2 separate regions of the Mus musculus genome follow, and region 2 is linked to region 1. Evidence: chromatin contacts called from public Hi-C data. All regions are on one chromosome and are shown on one strand. The core of a region is the stretch at or near the end of the contact, and the rest is flanking DNA. Distances in the headings are between cores, read along the strand shown.

What was found. A called contact is a pair of places that touch in the nucleus more often than the background predicts.
Region 2: a contact with region 1 is called in a Hi-C map of the N1E-115 cell line, with 4 times the contacts expected there. The contact joins two enhancer-like sites. A contact is called at or near these places in 1 of 15 datasets of contacts at CTCF or cohesin (pro-B cells) and 2 of 484 Hi-C or Micro-C datasets (the N1E-115 cell line and embryonic stem cells).

Annotation. Positions count from the first base shown.
Region 1 is chr17:62,958,987-62,966,090 of GRCm38.p6, reverse strand. No RefSeq gene overlaps it. Among named protein-coding and RNA genes, the nearest start is that of Gm34179, 23 kb to the right of the region's middle. Within about 2 kb of position 3,375, at least 23 of the 459 cell types and tissues checked have an H3K27ac peak or open chromatin away from gene starts, as enhancers often do. A contact at or near this core is called in the N1E-115 cell line, where this site is marked.
Region 2 is chr17:63,320,622-63,328,004 of GRCm38.p6, reverse strand. The region is part of intron 6 of Fbxl17 (F-box and leucine-rich repeat protein 17); the gene reads left to right. Among named protein-coding and RNA genes, the nearest start is that of 4930405O22Rik, 11 kb to the right of the region's middle. Within about 2 kb of position 4,939, at least 30 of the 459 cell types and tissues checked have an H3K27ac peak or open chromatin away from gene starts, as enhancers often do. A contact at or near this core is called in the N1E-115 cell line, where this site is marked.

The DNA of each region.
Region 1 (7,104 bases), core at 2,126-4,625:
CAGAGGTTCAGTCCATTATCATCAAAGAAGGAACATGACAGCATCCAGGCAGGCATGGTACAGGAGGACCTGAGAGTTCTACATCTGCTGCTAACTGAATACTGACTTCCAGGAAGCTAGGATGAGGGTCTTAAGCCCACACCCACAGTGACATACCCACTCCAACAAGTCCACACCTCCAAATAGTGCCACTCCCTGGGCCAAGCATATACAGAGCATCACAACACGCATACCCTGCTCAACTCCTAAGTCTCCCCCCAAGCCAGCACCCCATTCCCTGAGCTGTCTGACACCCCTTACTGTGTTATAGCCCCCTGCTCCATCCAGACAAGCCTCTTACCTACTGATACCTCTCACATCACAACCTTGCTCACATCTCTTGAAATGAGATCAAGATTTCTGATGCTCTCCAGGCTAGGCTCTTGAGTGTACACTCCTCTTCTCAACGGCTAATTGTAATGCAAGTCCTAGCAGGGTATTTGAGATGAGCCGTTGTTCCTCTTAGTCTTTAAGAGTCTCATCACCTAAATAAATCCTGTTGTAAGAAGGTGACTGCCGATTTGTCTTCTGTCAGGGACTGACTCTGCCCTTATGTATATGTGCAGAAAATTGAATTGGAGTTAGTAAACCTTGTATTTACACTGACCTAAGATTATCTGCTTGGAGCTCTCATTGATGGCCTCTTTTCTGTCATGCTTTTGTAAACACAATTCTCTAGATGTGTTTATGTTTTTCCTTCTTTCAGCTCAAGAGCCTTCTCCACTTGTACTCTCTCTTGCCCATGTGCTAGGATCAGCTGCGACATGTCATAAGGAATTTGTTGCCTGTGATAGTTTCCTGAAGCCTGCAAAGTGTTTGCTTTTCTTCTTCAAGGAAGAGCGCTTCCTGGCTGGGAAGACTGACTACCCCAGTCTTGTTTCCGGTGGAATAATCTGGATGGTGGCATTGAGCGTGTGGGTCACTCATGAAACCATCTAGCACAGGTGATAAGAAGGGCTGGCGCTGCAGTGAGCAATGGGTTCACTCATGGCGTGGAAGGGGGATTCCTGGCTCATGCATTCCACTGACTCCTAGTTAGTTCAACTCAGTGCTTGGAGGAAGGTAATTCCTCAAGAGGGGTAAGGCGCAGCAAATACCAAGACCTAACCCCGGGTCATTAAGGAAAACAGCCTCTCACCTTTGGCTGATTGCAGCCAGGGTACAAAGCAAGCTCTTGTTACCACAGAATCTCTCCATTGATAATCATAAGTAATGAGGTAAAACAAGGTACCTGACTCCCAGTCTGTTAACCCCCACTTAGGCCTAATGATCTACAACCAGCCAGCTTGGTCAACAGGCTACTTTAACTAGAGAGGCTCAGAGTCCATTTAGGGTTCAAGGATGAGTAAGATCTGGGGTCTGGGAACTGAGAGGAGGAAAAGCACTGGGTAAGGGCAGGTGAAATACAGAAAACACAAGTCACCGTTTACTAGGCAAGCATGCCTCACCCCAACATTTCCCTGCAACTTAGCTACGCTCTTGAAGTCTGTCACCTGAGTCATCCCTAGCAGGGTTGGAGTGGCAACCGTTTACCCACAACAGGGAGGCCTCTCACCCTGCAGTTGAAAACCCTGTGCCACGATGCCCAGCGTAGCCAGCAGATTGTAGGGTATTTTAGCTACCCATCCCCACAGCTGGGCACTTTTTCCAGGATATAAACACAAGGCTCAATTGCCAACTTGCTCCGGCCTTACCAACCTGAGCGAATATCTCTACCTGTGTTTTTTGTACCAGATAAAATGGAGACTGTGTTGAAAACTTATTTTTCCTGCCGTCTTCCTACCTGCCGTGTAGATGAAAATCGGGAGCCCTTGGGATATGGAGCTATTTAAAAATAAATGTGGCATATGTAACCATAGCGAGCGATTATATCCATTCTAAATGGACTTTGCCCTAAGAAAAATAAAAAGCCAAGCTTTGGGGTTTTATTTCATTTACCAGAACCCGAGTGGATTGAGCATGATTGAAGTGCCTGTGTTTGGCTGGGCTCCTCTATGTAATACTGGCTTGTTGGACTGGTTTGAGTGGACCCAGCTGTAAAACTAAGAAGCCCCTCCGGACACAATCTCTTCCCAGATGCTGAAAATACCTCCTCTTTGAGAAGTTGGAGGAATAATTCTGCTCCAACAATAGGACATTCTTTCTTCTTGAAGGTTTTATTTTTACAGGGAATAGCAGTGGAGTGAGAGGTTATTCTGTGCCACAAGGCAATGCCCAGAGCTGGGACAGAGTCCTAACCTAGTTAGGAGACTGGGAATTTGATCCAGTACCCTGAAGAGAACATTGTTCTGTGTTTCTTATTAGACACAGCACCCTTGTCCAGACGGCACATCTACCGGGCGCGGGTGACTGCGTGTACATACGTGCATATGTGGGATGAGAATCCCTAAGCTTCTTGGACCTGAGTTTGTTTTTATTTCTGAGGGCATCTGGGTCAAAAATCCCAGCACTGAAATCGCTAAGCTGCATTACAATAGCAGGGCTTATGCTGTGGGCGGGCAGCTCATTCTCTTCCTATGCGTGGTTTTGTGGATGGTTGTGTAGCTGTGACCTCTGGGGGCGAGGGGGGGGGGCATTACCTTGCCTTTGTTTCCCTCTCAGGGTGAACTCAGCCGACACATCCTTATAAAAAGATGGCTGCCTTTTGTTGTTGTTGTCTGCCACTTAGTCGGAGAGTCTTGCTTCTTGATTCAATTTAAGCAACTGTGAGAGTTGAGATTGAAACAAAACAAAAAAGCTTCACAACTCTGTCTGATGTTGACTTTCAAATTGGCTAGAAGGCTCCTGGGGATTAGACAGAAAATATGTGCTACCTTCTTGGGAGGATAATTTTTCTTTCTTTTTAATAGAAAACTTCTGACTTAGACAAAAAGGCCAAGAAAATCTATTAAAAGAAAAAAAATCAGAGTATCTCAAGTGGCTATTCCAATGGAAAACAAAAAAAAGATAGCTAAGCCTTGTACAGCAAGCACCTTTCTCCCTAGGCAGGGACCACAAACTTAGGAAGTTAGTGGTAATAACTCAGCTCACGGGGGATCTAAAGTAATTAAAGGGGTATTGCAAAAAACTCAACCCGGAATGGCTTCAATCTGGATGCACATGGCTTCCGTGGGAAGTAGGGGAAAAATACACATTCCAACGGAGTATAGCAAAGTATTTGGGGACTGGGGCGTATGTAGGTCATAGCAGGGTGTTTGCCCAGTTCACAGGGCCCTGGCTTCAATTGCAGCTTGGTCAAAGAGAAAATATTTTCTATTTGCTTCTGTAACAGTCCTTTCCACTTCCTGAGGGGCGCATTTGAGCTTATCCTCCTTAGGTGAGTACTGAGGCAATACTGTTACAGCTTGTTACGTTGAAGTGGCGAAGAACGCATGCACCTAGCCAAAGAAAGCCCGTCGTTATTTTTCTTAATTATTTTAGAAATGTCATCTCCAATACCATCTGCTCTTTTGTAACTCTGAGGAGAAAATTGAATAAGCACCCATTTCCCGGAGAACCGCTTTAAAAAAGTTTGCAGTCAATTTTTTTGGATGGCTATGAAACAATTCAATGATATGGGTAAGCCTGCAGGATGATAGGAGACCCATTACATGTAATCAGAAAAAAAATATTATGGTGTACACACAGGCAGACTGCTTCCCACAGTTCGGTTAGTTTAGGTTAAGAAATGTTTTCTCTCAGGAAATGCCTTTAAACCAGGGCTACATTTTATTTAATGATGTGGAAAAATTCCACAAAATATCCTTATGAGAAATGTATTTAATTTTCTCTTTTTAAGCCAGTCAGCAAGTAAAGTGAGCTGCATATTGCTCGCATTACTAACACTGCCTGGCAGCGCGGACTGAAATATGCCTGGTCATGCACATTCGGAGGTAATGTTAGTTGGGAGCACTTGGTACGGTTGCTTAGCACTTTCCAGACGCTGATTGGCTTCAGCTGCTGAGATGTCTGCAGTTAGATATTGACAGATGTTGAAATCCAGAGTAAACTCCTCTTGCTTTTTATTTCCCCGCCCCCCCCCCCCATCCCTGCGCACAAAGGAATAACACCAAAGCGCATCTTGCCATCCCCAAACAAGATTCTTGCCTTCTCCCGAATTGAATGACTGCAACTGAAGAAAGCATTTGGGCCCTGATGGAGAGGAGCAGCCATCAACCTTGGCACCATCAGGGTAGGCAGGGAAAGGAAAAAGGCGCGGGAAATGGGACCTGGCTGGCGGTGTGCAGCTGACTTCCCTCCCACTCAGGCAGCCAGCCTAACTCAATTTATCCTTCTCAGGGTTTAATCATAAACAGGTCACACTGTGTCCTCCTCTGGGTCACTCAGTTTCTTTTCTGCCCTTTGGTGGAGGCGGGCTTGCTCTACTCTGCTCTATAAACACTGCGAGGCAATAATGGCATTCTCAAAATATGTGGGACTCGGTTATGAAAACTGTCGGGTCGACGATGATAAAACAGTGTTCTAAATTATCTTTCCCACCTATATTTACAATTTGCAAACTCTAATTTTGACTCCAGTAGAAAGTAAACGGTAAAGATAGGCTGGGTTTTTTTTTTTTTTTTGGCAGAGACGAGTGTGATAGAAAATTCTTGGTGTAAATGAAAAGTATCTGATTTATTTAAGATTTCCTCTCTCATTTGACCTTCACTCTGGATCGCAGCTCAAGGCAACTTGCTTGAGAACTACAAAGAGAACGTGCGTTTTCAGAAGTCAGATATGCAGAGGAAGGTTTTTATGGGCAGGGCTGCTCTTAGGCATTTTAATTTTACTAAAGCTGCCACGGAGTTGGTTTCTTTGTTTGTTTGTTTTTTGATTTTTTTTTTTAAATAGCATCAACTTCTACAAATTTTGAATACATACACTGAGATGTGTAAACACAAATTAAATGGTGGGTCTTGACTGTGTCACAGGTAAGAATTGTGCTTGACCCCCCAGCACATACGTAGCAGATGTGAAGCTCAGTCTCCCAACAATATGACAGGGGGACCGGAAGTGGGGGCAGCAATCTAGATGGAAAGTGAATGAATCAATAAATTAATGGAGGGGAGTAACTGCAACAAAAGAACCATGCTAACTTACCTACCCTAATAAGTTAACTGTTGGAGGCTGAGTTTTCAGCATGCCATAGCTGCTGCATCATGGGAGTTATCTCTGGAAAGGAAATGTCCTCAGTCTGTGGGCAGAGCTCCCGCCCTGTAGACTTGATTGACGTTAGGTCATGGATAACGTGTGAGCAAGTGATTGGGCAGCAGTTTCTTGGGTCAAGGGTTTGACTTGGTTTTAGTTCAATGAGAACAGAAAAACGAGTGTTCTGAAAGCATAGAGTAGGGCTAGAGAGATGTACAACCTTTACGGCACTGCGATATTTGACTCAAGGTCAGAGAGACTATATGCTATGCTTTTTTTTTTTTTTAAGATTTATTTATTTTATATATATGAGTACACTGTCACTGCTGCTGTCTCCAGACACACCAGAAGAGGGCATCAGATCCCATTACAGATGGTTGTGAGCCACCATGTGGTTGCTGGGAATTGAACTCAGAACCCCTGGAAGAGCAGTCAGTGCTCTTAACACTGAGGATTTCTCATAAAGAAAATCTTGCAAGACTAGTAAACACCTCCTATTTATGATCATATTTTCCATTTCCCAGAGATCATGTTCCATTAGTAGTCAACAAATGATAATTCCAAGTTGGCCATTGTCTCCGGTCCATGTGGGTTCAGCGAGTACCCTAGCTTTTTGAGAACTTCACATTATGAGAAATTGATAGAATTTCTATTTTTATGGCGACAAATATAATTAATAATTTGAAACAGAAACTTCTTTGGTTTTCCTATTATAATCGTTGATGTGATAGTCTAATACTTTTGATTTATGGATGGTAAAGTAGTCACTTAGGCAGAATTTATAGCTGCTAGTTTCTTATAGAATTCTTTTTTCTTTTCCTGTCTAGCATATATTGGTTAAAATTTGGAGCTACTGAGATTAGATTGGGAGTAATCCATGAAATCTCAAATCTTTTCCATTGCAGAATATAATGATGCTATCTAGACTCTTCATTACAAAATGTCCATTTTATATTCTCCAGTTGGATCCCAACCTGGAATGTGTTGACTTAACTCTCATTATGCTGCCCAGTCTAAATCTTTTTAGTGAAATTGCCATAATTAATTATAGCCCCCAGCATAAATGTTTTATTAAATGCCTTAAAATTGGAATATTTACAATGCCTTTGTTTCGAATACCTTTCCGAATTCTAGACAACCTATGTAGTTTTTATAGAAAAATTTGGTTGAAAAGAAAATGAAAACAAAAATAAAATCACTCTTTGCAAATCACATCAGATTAGTTATTTTTCTATTTTGTTGTCCTTCTCTAGAAACAATTTAAATTGAATATTGATTTATTTTTTTTCAACCTCAGAATATATCAAGATTGCAACTGCATATTGATTCAATTAGTCTTTGAAGCGAATGTCTGAGAATTCAAGATGTTCAGAGTTTAAAATTTTTTTTTTTTTGTATCTCTTGAGAACAGACCAACATTCTAATTTCCCCAAACAATACCCCCTGGACTAAGACATGATGAGACACAATCCTCAAATCTTTATTCAAGGAAGCCTCCTGGCAGAGCATGCTCTTAGATAAGAAGGCAGAGTTGAGGCTGGGTTTTATGCCCTGACCTATACTGTGGCCACTCACGTGGGAAGACTCCCGGGGCCTCACAATGAATACCATCTGGCTTTGGAGATTTGAAATAGTTCCATGTCTTAAGTGCTACGTAATGACTTCCTGGAAGACTTTACTTTCCATCCATGTTGTATGAAAACCTCAAATTTCTTTTGTTGAAACTGCATCCTCAAAATGATTGGCTTTGTGTCCTATTCCTTTGTGTGTGTGTGTGTGTGTGTGTGTGTGTGTGTGTGTGTGCGCGCGCGTGCATGCGCACGCGCGCCTGGTTTGTTTCTCGTGATTTTTCTTTTTCTTTTTTCAATTCTGGTTGGTTTGTTTTATTTGCGTGTTTGTTTCCTAGAGAGAGAGAGAGAGAGACAGAGACAGAGACAG
Region 2 (7,383 bases), core at 3,690-6,189, 360 kb before region 1:
AGATGATTGACATTTCCCTGACACTCCCCTTCAAGCCTCTCCCTCAGGGTTTCATCTCTCGGAGCCTATCTATCTCCCTCAGCTCATCCTGGTCTTCATTTTGTTGTTGTTCTTTGTTTGGTTGTTTGTTTTTTGTTTATTTTTCAAGACAGGGTTTCTCTGTGTAGCCCTGGCTGTCCCTGAACTCACTTTGTAGAGCTGGCCTCGAACTCAGAAATCCACCTGCCTCTGCCTCCCGAGTGCTGGGATTAAAGGCGTGCGCCGCCACACCTGGCCTGGTGTTCATTTTTAACCCTCGTCATGGGATTCTCTTATTTCCTTTCTTGGATTTACCCCTATCTTTCCTCTCTCCAACTCTCCTAGTTTGAACATAATCTTGTCTTACAACAAATTAATTTTTTTTTTGCCTCTCATGATTCATGAACAGTGGCAACAGATGTATAAATTATTCGTAGCTTAGTTACATCTATCAGAATACCCCACCGGTTTAGAGAATTACTATAATAGATTGATAGTCACAGCTTACAAAACCTGTGAACATGAAGTGTGTGCGCAGTGGCTTAAATCCTTCACAGCCTGGAAGGTCAGGGCTTCTGATGATGGTTTGATGCCTTGCCCTCAGAATCCTGGATCGGGGACAGCCTGCCATTGTTTAAATTCTTGGTGTTTTCTTACCATGGAATTTTGCATATTTAGAGCATAGGTAAATTATTATTTTGATTTTGAAATGTTTTGCTACCTGCTTAAATTGTACACCTTTGAGTTGATTCTTCTGGAGTAGTGTGTGGAGTTCTGTCCACTTCCTTGCTCATATTTTAGTCATCTGTGTGAGTTCAGAGTCACAGGTAACACTGCGTTCGGAATCCCGACAGCTAGCTCATCAGTTCCTTTCCTTAAATGAAGACGCTGCTCAGAGGGCAGCACTGAGGGCAGCACTCCTTGCTCCTTGTGGTTACTGCTGGACGTCCAGTCTTTCCTCTTTACCATGAAATCAAAGTCATTGGGTATAAATGCCGTTGGAACACGCTGTGTTCATTATTGGTAGCTCTAGTTCATGCTGATCTGCCCTAGGTTACTTACTGAATCAGCCTGACTAAAGAAATAATGTAAATGGAAACATAGGCTTCGTTATTTAAACTGCCTTTGTGCTTTGCCAATAGAAAGACGAGTTGTGAGTTTCATCAGTCACGTATGCCTGGGTCATAGAGACTATCTTTAGAAGTTCCACTCTCATAATGATCCGTCTTAGGAAAGTTTCTCCTAGTGTCTGTAGTTGGCTCTGCTCTTCCTTGACTGCCCTCTTGACTGCTGACTTGGGAATTAGGATTTTCATAGAAACCTTATTTCACCTTTTTATGCAGTTTGCTTCATTAGAGCTGATGAAGTAAGATCTTCCACAAATGAAGAAACTAGAGATGTGACAGACAACCTGGTACAGATCTTGTAGGAGACAAGCTGAGACGTTGATTGACAGATTTTCCTATAATTTTGTGAAGCTAAGAGAATTTTCTTTATTAACAAGCGAGACAGATGGGCTCAAGTTTCACAGGCTTAGTATAGTTCTGCTTGTGTTTGGATGGCTTTCCCTCTTTCTTTTTATAGAACATAAGGCAGGCAGTACCACAGTGTGTGCTATAGAAGTCAGGAGGTAACCGTTATGTAAAATGATACATAATATTATATGCTATATGTAATAAAATATAATGCCTTGTTCAGATAGGGACTCAGATAGCTCAGGCTCCCCGTAGACTTACTTTTGTAGCCATGGCTGGCCTCGAAGTTCTGATTTTTCTCCCTCTACTTCCCAGGTGCTGAGATTCCCTGTTATCTATCCCCATGACTGGTCTAAACGGTTATTTTTCAATCGTGAAGTCTGGCATATATCAACCTAATCAGATGGTTTTACATCACTGCCAGTAATGGACAAGGTACTTCTTCAGAGGCAAGCCTATGGCAAGCACGGCCTCTGCTCCACTACTCTTCTGCAAGATGGGTGGTCTGCTTTTAACCACATGACTGCAGTCTGACAAATCAGGGCTGTAGGCTTAAAATGGACTCCAAGATGGTCAGTGAGATAAAAGGCAAGGACAAAAGCTTAAAGAGTGCAACAGTTACTTGCAACATGTAAATTGTTCCTTGCCTTGTGGATACACACACACACACACACACACACACACACACACACACACACACACACACACACACACATATGATCATGTCAGTTACTTTTTGTAGCCATGACTGATATGTAATATACCCTAAGAGGAGAGTGCTTTTAGGAGATACATGCTGAATATGTAGACAGGATGTTTGAAATTTATGTTCCATGGGACTGTAGAGAAACCTCCATGCTGAGAGAAATGTGAAGCAGACCTGAAGCACTAACAATTTCTGTGCTCCCATGGGGCTCATGGATATATATTCTGCCTCCTTTCTACTGGCTTACAATGTATCATAATTAAAAATTAAAAAGCAAAGAAGCAAGCACCAGGTTTCTAATTGAAAGTTGTGGGACCCAGACTCAAGAGAAAATGATGCAGAGCTATCAGCTGACATTGAACATTGATTGAAGCCTCCAAATATTCATGTAAAAGAGGGAATATTTGAAAAAATAGGGCTGGAGAGATGGTTCAGTCATTAAGAGCACTAAATGCTCTTCCAGAAGTCCCGAGTTCAATTCCCAGCAACCACATGGTGGTTCCCAGCTGTAATGGGATACGATGCCCTCTTCTGGTGTGTCTGAAGACAGATACAATGTACTAATATACATGAAAATAAATCATTCTTTTTTTTTTTTAAAGGAAAAACAAAAGATACAAGCCATCTACAAGAAGCACTTAGGCGATACAGGTTATCTTAAAATTGGGGTTTCTTCTCCGTTCCTACTAAATCAATGAATACTTACCTCGGTCTTAGCACCAGAAGGAAAGGCTGTGACACCGAGAAGGCAGAAACCAGGTGTGTGGGATGTGATGCTGGCATTGGTGTGAGCTGGTCACAGGCTTTAGAGGAAGTCAACACCATGGACTAAGTCTCACCAGTGGTAGTAAAGGCTCGGCTCTTTATGTTTAGCTCATGTGCAGTGCTCTTCACCATGTAGTCTGTGGATGCTTAGTTAGATCAACTGAAGTGGTGAGACATCAGAATCATAAGAAACCACATGTCAACAGGAAATTGTCACCATGGAAGTCCCTAAGATGGTATACTCCATTAAATGTTTATATGTAGCAATAATGCTTAAGCAGTTACTCAGCTGCTATTGCATTTGTTTAGTAAAATTATCTTTATCCTCTATGAAAATATACAAATATAAATTATTTATTGGCTTATCTCAAGGTACAGCTTGGCTGAACTTGAGTTGTTCAGTATATCTCTTATTTATTCCAATACAGAACTTGTCAGAAGGTATTAACAGAGTGATCAAGAAATTACTGCTTACTTTGTATATAAAGCCCTTGTAATGGGATATTTTCTTTAAGTGATAGAAAAAGGTAAAGAAGTTATAGGTCCCATTATCAGGGCCTCTGTTAAACGAGATATAGGTGCCTCTAAGTCATAGTCAATGCATGTGACACTATGGGAAGAAGAGAGAATTAGAATCCTTAGTTATAATAGTTGAGTTCTGGATTCATCATCACCAAAGCAGGAAGCTCTTGTTTTGCTTCAGTTATGAGAAGTCACAGGAAGGACAGAGCAGGCTTAGCACTAAGGTTGTGTCAACAGCAGTGTGCTCACTTTCACCTGCTTCCTAGGCCAGTCTTATCCAGAACCTGCACCACACCTGCCACCTCGTGGCAGTTTTAGGAATTACACAGGCTATTGTAGAGGTGAAATTGATCATATGTTGTGTGACCTTTGAGACCTCCCAAGACACTAGTGTGTATCCTTGGGATGTGACTGTTCAGACTTGACATTCCGGCATGCTTTATCACATGATTTGCCCATCATCTGTAGGTGTAATTTTCTGTAATACAGTTTAGCTTTGCTTAGACAGAGGGGTCATGCTTGTCTACTGCTCAAAGGCTTGCTTTACTTGGTAAAATATATTCTAAGGCTTATTAAGAGTTAAAGATATTACTTTAACCAGGCATCTTGGGCCACCAGCGGTTTGGGTTCCATGGGAGGGGACCAGAGTGAAGGTGGGGGCAAGACAGGAAGTCCAATAAAAAGGGCCTCAGCCTCATTTGCTCCACTGCTAAAGTTTGTCATTTCTGACTGGCTTGGTGTAAACTGTTCAAATCACTAAGGTAGAAAAGGAAATTCCATTCACATTTAAATTTTTATTTTCTGAGTTGGCTTAAAGCATTTTTATTTATTTAGATATTTTCTATGTTACAGTAAGAACGTACAGTTCTTTTTTAATGAAGAACTAGGACATATTGCAGTGATCATTCCTAGATATATCATTGCTATTACATTTGACATTTATTGAAAAAAAGATTTTTCTGTCAGGGAAGGTGCTGGGAGCACATGCAGTGAACATTTTAGCATTAATTTGTATGTCTGTCAGCGCTGCTGTCTTTATTTTGCTGTATTTATGAGTAGTTTGTGTAGTTCTGTGTCGGCAGGGAATGCGAACAGTTTCTTGCCTGTTGCTGTGTTGTGTTAGTTGTTTTCACTGAGTCTGTGCTGTAGTCTCTCATTTCTAGAATCCAGTTCCTGCAGCTGAGGAAGGTTTATCATTGCATAGTTAATGCCTTTTAAACCTTCACTAAAGACATGCCCATTCTGGTACTCGTCAGTGATGGGAAGGCTACCATGGCAGTGGGGAAGAGAGTGGAAGGGCCCGTGAGTGTGCCACTTATACCAAGGACCAGGGGCCCAGGCCAGAGGGAGAAAGCCGTGAGCACATACTATGTTGTGAACATTCCTGCAGTAGTCCACAGGATGTGCACCGACAGCAAACCTTGCACACACACATCCGGGGCAGGAGCTGAGGATGATGTCAGCACTGATGAGATCTCGAGGGACAAGGGGCCTAGGTAGGGCTGGCTGTGCAGGCCTGTGGAGGGAAGGCTGGTCAGAGGAGCCTAACTCCTTTGATAAACACTAGAAGAGTGTATGTCAGCCTTTGGTTTGTCTATGTGTGTGTGCATGCATGGGTGGGTGGATGTGGGTGTGTGTGCGCATGTGTGCATGCATATGTGGGTATGCGTGTGTGTCTCTTTGCTACCTGTGAAAGCGGGTGCCTTGTGTGTGTTAGGCAAATGCTGCACTGCTAGCCCCAGATTGGTCACTTACTTGCTTTTCTCCCCTTTTCCCTCCCTCCCTCGAGCCCTCCCTCCCCTCTCATACTTTAATTTTAGCTAAATAGTTCATCCCCACTTGCATTTAGGTGACTTCTAATACACCAGGCTTTCAACATACCAAATTTACATTTATAAAGTTATCATGCATTTTCCAATTGATTTCACTATTATGACATTAACCGTTGGATCATAGTCCTTGGTTAGACACTCTTGCCAGTTCACCTGTGTCCTTTCATTGGCTACTTTCCTTATGTCAACCAGCATATTTAATAACTACAGTAGTCAGCGTGGGGTTTGCCACACTAAACACTATTCCCCCATCGAAGTGATTGCCTGCACTGTTAGTGTCCACACATTTGACAGAAGTTGTATGTGTAATTTCTTGTAGCTTCACTGCCCCCTCCATCCATCGATAGTTATTTTTCTTTCTCATCCAGCACATTTTTGGGTCTATTCTCTAGTGGACCACAGCCGGATGCAGCTTGTCCTTTTCTTTATTCTTCTGGTGGGGAAAGGTAGGTAGTTGGACATAAACGGAATGGTCGATTCCCCAAGAGTCTTGGGGCTCCTTGGGTGATGAATGGGCATATTTAAATTTCAGTCTTTACCTTTCCTGAAGCTTAAATGCCAGGTTATTGCAATGCAAAAGCCCGAGTTCTTGAACTTCGAAGGCACTTTCCCTCCTGCTTTTCTGTCATTGTTCCTGAGAGAGTGGATTAGATTGCCTGGAGCACCAGCGCTAGAGTAGGCATAGAGCTGCAGGAACCATAGGAGGCGAGGGACACTTGCCTGAGGATGATAGTGGCATGTGCTGGTGGGAACAGAATAGTCAGGGTAGCCAGAGTCATCCTAGGGGCCTGGGATTAAGTTAACCTCCATCTGAGGATTTCCAAGTCCCCCACCACTCTGTGCACCAAAGAGGTGACAGCTTAATGGAGACTTTAAGATGTGGCTGAACTCTGGTGCTCACTCAGCACGCACTGTCTCTCAGTTCCCTTGAGCAGCCTGCCTGGGAAGAGTGTACATATTCTAAAGGAACAGTGTGCGCCCTTTACACTACTGAAGCAGCAGATCCCAAGAAACTGATATCTCCCTAGGAAACCTCTACTGGGAGAAGAAAGCCCTGGGGCAAGCAGAGATGGAGCTTGTCTCCTGAAGAAAGGCTCACCGCCTGTCAGTCTGCTGTGTAGGGAAACTGAGCAGTTCCTAGGAGGGCTGCAGGCTGTGCCCTGGCTGCTCAGTTATGCATTGCTCTAAAACCTCCTCTCCTTCCTGTTAGAGCCCTGACCCTGGGCTCGAGTCCTCCATCTGCTCCTCCCTCTTCCCTCTGCCACAGCCGAGGCAAGCTCCACCTTCTGCTTTTCTCTGGCAGTCCAAGTGGTTCGTTGAGGATGGAGGCCAAACGGAGCTCTTTGGGGTACAGGCTGTGACCCTAAGTCTGAAAATGTGACTGCCACATCTGTGCCCTTTTTCCCTAGGGTTGATGGTGGTTGCTTCTAAATTGAGTTGCGTGTTTATAGTAGGCAACGAAGGAAGGCTTTAACTCCATTCCTCCCTGAGCCAAGGAGTCCCTTTGCATACTAATAATGGAGGGGCCTACGATTCCCATTTCAAGTAGCTTTGTAAAGCTGCCTGACCTCTTAAGTAATTTTTGTTTTGTTTTGTTTTTTGTTTTTGTTTTTGTTTTTCAAATGTTATTATTGCCCACATGATAAACTTCATATTTGTAGAATTGGAACCTAAAATATAACTTACTTCGTATCCTTGAGTTTTCCATAGCAAACACTATAAGATTTTTATGTGCTCGCCGATGAAAGTAAGACAATGCAAAAGGAAAGACTGCTCTGTGAGTTGCTGTTAGTTCGTGTGGGAATGTAAAGCCCGCTTTGGGGAGCAGAACAAACAGCGGCATCTTGACAATGGTTAATATACTTGAAGTTTCTGTCTCCTCTAACAGTCCTGAGTGTCAAGTGCTCCAGGACTCTTGTCTCTGTAGAATGCAGCTCTGTTTGTTGTTACCTTGTGATACTTACTTGCATGTATTGAACTGTTTTGTATCATTTGTCTGACAAGGACAGCTTTCTCAGCCCCACCCTCACCACCACCTCCCCTGCAGCCTCTTTGTAGGGACTGA